Linked DNA regions of Hordeum vulgare: region 1 is linked to region 2. Evidence: chromatin contacts called from public Hi-C data. All regions are on one chromosome and are shown on one strand. Each heading gives the region's core, a stretch centred on a gene start, on an enhancer-like site or on the middle of the called end of the contact. The rest is flanking DNA. Distances are from core to core; before and after follow the strand shown.

The links. A called contact is a pair of places that touch in the nucleus more often than the background predicts.
Region 1: a contact with region 2 is called in a Hi-C map of leaf, with 6 times the contacts expected there. The contact joins the promoter of LOC123406039 here to the enhancer-like site in region 2. A contact is called at or near these places in 2 of 6 Hi-C or Micro-C datasets (both in leaf).

What each region holds. Positions count from the first base shown.
Region 1 is chr6H:378,806,992-378,809,909 of MorexV3_pseudomolecules_assembly, forward strand. LOC123406039 (protein CNGC15b-like) reads left to right here and starts at 1,560. Exons shown (of 5, transcript XM_045099540.1): 1 at 1,560-1,729; 2 at 1,926-2,493; 3 at 2,604-2,918. The coding sequence starts at 1,701.
Region 2 is chr6H:378,610,693-378,613,447 of MorexV3_pseudomolecules_assembly, forward strand. No RefSeq gene overlaps it. Among protein-coding and RNA genes, the nearest start is that of LOC123406039, 200 kb to the right of the region's middle. Within about 2 kb of position 1,274, at least 3 of the 3 cell types and tissues checked have open chromatin away from gene starts, as enhancers often do. A contact at or near this core is called in leaf, where this site is marked.

The DNA of each region.
Region 1 (2,918 bases), core at 310-2,809, 200 kb after region 2:
TTTCATCAAACACTAACAAGCCTTCAGATGGCTTTTTTTATGGTCAACGGAAACCTCTTCCTACAAGCATCCTCAATTGATCGGCAAGCCTCTGTAATATGGGTTCTCAAACTGCTAGTCCCAAACTTGGTGTGAAGTTGCGCTCGAAGGTATTTGCACACGGCCTTCAGGTCTCCTTCTATGACAACCAGTTCTTGTTCATAGTGCTCCCATACCTTGTACCTCCTAGCATGTGGTACTTGACTCTTATCCTCATCCATGGAATCGATGGTCTCAGAACCCTTTGAGGTAGGTATGCCTCAAATTGTTAGAGCACACTGCATGGGAAAAACCAAACCATTTAAACCAATTTTTTTCTAAAACCATTCTCAGATTTATTCACAGGAAGCATATGCACAAATTGGAGATCTGATAGACTGACTGGATGCGAAAGAAACAGAGGCGAGGGCAGAAATGGATCGATGGGTCTGTACCTGCGGAGGGGATTGACTGGGGTCGGGGTGGGGATCCTCGTTGCAGATCCAACTCCTCCAGTCGGCTACTTCCTCGGGAACTTCACGGCCGCCTGCTTCAGCTCGCCCCCAGCGCCGGCATTCGACGGCACTGCTCCGGCTCCTGCAACGACATCTCCGCGTTGGGGCAACGGCAAGCGGCGCGGCGAGACTTTGGATCGGGGAGTGGATGGGAGGAGACGTGATGTGCGTCGGCCGGCAAGGAGGAGGTTGTGCGGGTGTGCGGCGGCCGGTGGGGAGGGAGATGCCGTTATCTTTGGTCTCGATCGCTTGCTCGCAGTTGGAGGCGAGGAACTAGGGCAATAACCGGGTTGCACCCACAGTTTCTAGCCTAAAATAGACCAAACGGTTTAGGCACATAATCATCCATATCCAAACTACTTTCTGTGTAAACCCAAACCAACCAAACATAAAAAGCCTGAGCCCAATCTAAACTAGTCAAAGCCTAGTAAAAACCAAACCATTTAAACCATTTTTTTTAATCAGTTAAATGTGCTAGTGTGAAGTAACCATAACCAGTGTGTCACATGATTCACAACACGCCGCGCAAAAGCAAAATATGGGAAAACATTCGCTAATTATTTGTTTCGAGATAACTTATGACCTTAATTATCTCGAAAGAAATGATCATACTATATTCTGTCCAAGTAGAGGTAAACCGTCCACCTTTATATCTACCCTCATGAGAATCAATAAAACTCTATACGTCGTATGAAATTGTACGAATGGTCCATGTGCGACAACTCAAACTTCACGAATTTTTTTCCTTTCGGACACAATCATTAAAGCTGAATGAATGGCCAAGGATTCATGCATTCTAGGTTTTGAGCTTGAACATCAGGGAGAAAGGAAACATTAAAGGAGGGTCACATGCATGTTGATAACCTGATCACATGTCGTCGGTGTTTGCCTGTCCAAATGGAAAATGTCAACAAAATTTTCCTTTGGTCGATCTGGCTTTAAGTACAGAATCACGAGAACCCTGTAAAATTATTAGTTGCAGATGGCCTTTCGATTGATTCTCGTGGCTGAGCAGAGTGTTGCCGTCACTTTCCCTTTGGCTGAAGAAGACAGTATGGTGTGTCCTGGTGTGCCTGTTTCCACAAGATGCCAATACTCTTTCTTATAAGTTATCTACCCATGCATGTATACGTGATAATTTTGACCAGAAGCTGTTAAAGAGCGGGCATGGCATGCTGTGGTTCACGAAACGTCAGGTGAGCCTCCGCTCGACCAATATCACCTTGCTTATCAGGGTAAAATTGTTGGTTTGACATTTCGGTTCTCAAGGATTTACGTGTTAGGTGTCACTAATATCACCTTTGCAGTGAACTGTACTATGTTCAAGAAAATTGATTAACGGATTGTTTCCAGATTTTCTTACATATCTTCTCTGCTGCGCTACCATTCCAGGTTTCAGAACGACCTCGAGGTCCAGCAGTTGAAAGCAATCTCCTTGGAAAGCCCGCCAACAACAAGCAAGAACCACAGTAAACTGCCTCATGATCCAAGGAAATGCAAGCTGGGCACCCGGGTTTGCCCGGAGAGGCCATGCAGAAGGTTGAGGGACAGGGTGCTGTCGCGCGCCTTCTCGGAGGAGCTGGAGTCGCTGATGCACTCAGGTAGCCACCTCTTCTTCGACCCCCGCGGCCGGGTGATCCATCTGTGGAACAAGATCTTCCTCACGGCGTGCCTGCTCTCGCTCTTCGTGGACCCGCTGTTCCTCTACCTCACCGGAACCCAGCAGAACATGTGCATCGAGTTCAAGCACTCGCTGGCGCTCATGCTCTCCGTGATACGGTCGCTGCTGGACGTATTCTACGCGGCCCACATCTGCCTCCGCTTCCGGACGGCGTTCATCGCGCCGTCTTCCCGGGTGTTTGGGAGAGGAGAGCTTGTGATCCAGCCCTACAAGATTGCCATGAGGTACCTGTCACGGACCTTCTGGTTTGATCTCATCACCGCGCTGCCTCTGCCACAGGTAACGGATGTTATATAGTTATATTCAGTGCTCTTTGCCGTGAATCGCTAGAACTGAAATGCTCTGTAGAAATCTTCTGAAGTGTGTGTGCTTCTCCCCGGTATCCACAGTTCGTGATCTGGATCGTGGTGCCTATGCTGAAGGAATCCGCCACGGCAAACCGGAAGGACATCCTTCGGTTCAGCATCATCTTCCAGTACCTCCCGCGGCTTTTCCAGATCTTCCCGCTCACGAGGCAGATCGTTATGGCGACGGGAGCCATGACGGAGAACGCATGGGCCAGCGCGGCGTATAACCTCATACTCTACATGCTGGCAAGCCACGTGCTGGGAGCATTGTGGTACCTCTTCTCGGTGCAGAGGCAGGAAGCGTGCTGGAGAGAGGCTTGCAATCTGGAGGGTCCCATGTGTCGGACCGAGTTCTTC
Region 2 (2,755 bases), core at 24-2,523:
CGCTAAAGTTTTTGTATTTATGTACATTTTTTGTATTCGCAGACTTTTTTTTAAGTCATGAAGATTGTTGAATACATGATGACTTCTTGAATTCATGTCTTTTAATATTTTCGAACAATGATTGAATTCCTGAACATTTTCAAATAACCACAAACACTTTTGAATTAACGAACATTTTACAAAGAATTTTTGGATGCATGAAGATTTTTTAAATCCAAAACAGTTTTCAAATTCATGGACATATTTTTCAAATCCACAAAAGTTCTTTCGAATTTACGAAAAAAATCAGTTTTTCTCGTTCAGTCAATGTGTTCGGTCCTATTTTCCTTTTCGTTTGTTCGTTTTTGCACATTTGTTTTTGCGTTTTCTTCTTTTATGTGTCTGTTTTATTAGTTTTTTCAGTATTTCCTATTTTTACTTTTTAAACTTTGGTTTTCTTTATTTCTTTCTAGGTATTTTCCAATTTTCTCGCTTTTATGTTTGTTTATTTTGTTGGTTTTCATTGTGTTTGTCTTTTAATACATGTCTACTTTTGTTTCATACACATGAAATTTTTATATACATTTATAATATATTCTTTATACAAGTTTAATATTTTTATAAATACATATTACATATTTTTATAAAGAAATAAGTTTACAATATATTTTCAAATACATTTAAATTATATTTTCTGAACTTATGTCCAAATATTTTTAACATTTTTATGAACTACACAAAAATTTCGTCGATTGTAGTTTTTTCAAAATGTCACACACACATTTTTGAAACTTGTGAAGATCTTTTGAAATCTAACGTCCATTGTTTTCAGCGTACAAACATTTTTATTGATTTACATTTATATTTGTACAATCATTCTTTAAATGTCACATCTATTTCTTCTGAAATGTGCTACATTTTATACTTGTCACAAAAAAGTCATACATACAATTAACATTTTTCATATACATGATCAACATTTTCTACTTTTATAATCACATTTATACATTTTTAGTATACAACAAAAAACATTTTTCAGTACATGTTTGAACAGTTTTCAAATGCAAGATTAAAAAATAAAAAATAATTCAAAACTATAATCAAAAGTATAAATGTAAAAATGAGAATGAAAAACTTGCTTGATTATCATGATATGAGCACACCACGACTGCTAGTTATTGTGCTCGCCTAGTTCTAGCTCCCTGCGGCCGAGCCGATTTTCTTTTTGTCGCAGCAGGCTACTCATAGCATACGTGCTAGCATGCTGGATCAAGTATTGATGCTGGGTGCCAACCAAGGGAGCTCCTACCTGCCGCTCAGTGCGGCAGGAAGCCCCTGCGCCGCACAAGGGGAGCCCCGACTGGGCCGGCCCAGTTTGATTTTTCTGTTACCTATTTGCTGCTCTGTTTTTTTTTAATTTTTTGGATCGTTTTTTCCTTTTTGCTTTTCTTTTTATATTTCAAGCAAAAACAACTTTCTAATTTGAAGAACAATTCAGAAAAATGTGAACAAATTGGAAGTGCATACAATTTTATAAAGCATGAACATTTTTTAATCTTTAGAACAAAATTTTGAAAGGGAGAACAATTTTGAAAAATCCTGAAATTTTATGAAAGCACGAACAAATTTTTCAAGCACGAATTTTCTTTTAGTTTTGAGACCAAATTTTGAAACCGAGAACAATTTTAAACACGCGAACAAATTTGGAAGCGCGAACATTTTTTGAATCTGGCATTTTTTTTGAAAAATAGAACAATTTTTAAATACCACGGACAAATTTGAAAGCGCATACAAATTTTTAAGGCATGTAATTTTTTTGAATTATGAGAATGAATTTTGAAACCGAGAACAATTTTTAAAAATTGGAACAAATTTAGAAGCATCAACAATTTTTTAAAGAAAAAACATTTATTGAATCCTGCGATTTTTTTTTGGAAAAGAAAACAATTTTGAAAAATCCCGAACAAAATTTTGAAGCACCATTTGTTTTTGAATTTTGAGAACAAATTTTGAACCGAGAACAATTTTAAAAAATTGAACAAATTTGGAAGCACAAACAGTTTTTAATTTTGAGAACAAACTTTGAAACCAAGGACAATTTTTAAAAAACGTGAACAAATTGTTTAAAGCACAAACATTTTTTGAATCTTGAGAATTAATTTTGAAAATGAGAAAAAATTGGAAAACCCCAAACAAATTAGGAAGCGCGAACAAATTTTTAAAACTTGAATGTATTTTGAATTTTGAGAACAAATTTTGAAACCAAGATCAATTTTGAAAAATTCTGAACAAATTTGAAAGCACGAATTTTTCTAAAGCACAAACAATTTTTGAATCTTAAGATTTTTTTTTTGAAACTTAAAACAAATTTGAATCTTAAGAAGAAATTTTGAAACCAAAAACAATTATTGGAGAATATAGAACATTTTTTGAAATTCATGAACATTTCTTGAATATTCAAAAACAGTTTTTGAAAATAGAGAACATTTTTTGAGACAGAAACAGAAAAGAATAAAGAAAAATGAAAAAGGAAAAACCGGTTCACGGTATTTTTCTAGAAGTTTCCCAAGACCAGAAAAACCCGACTCGGAACTCTAGAAGGTTCCCAAAACCGGGCACTCCAACCCCCGCTAAGAGGCTAGTCCATTTGAAAGTGATCCCTCTCCTGCTTTGTGCGAAGCCACGACACGGCTTTGCACAGAGCGGCGAATAGGGTTTTCCGCCAACCCATGCACATGAAACGAAGCATGAGTCTAATAAACACACATACGCAACC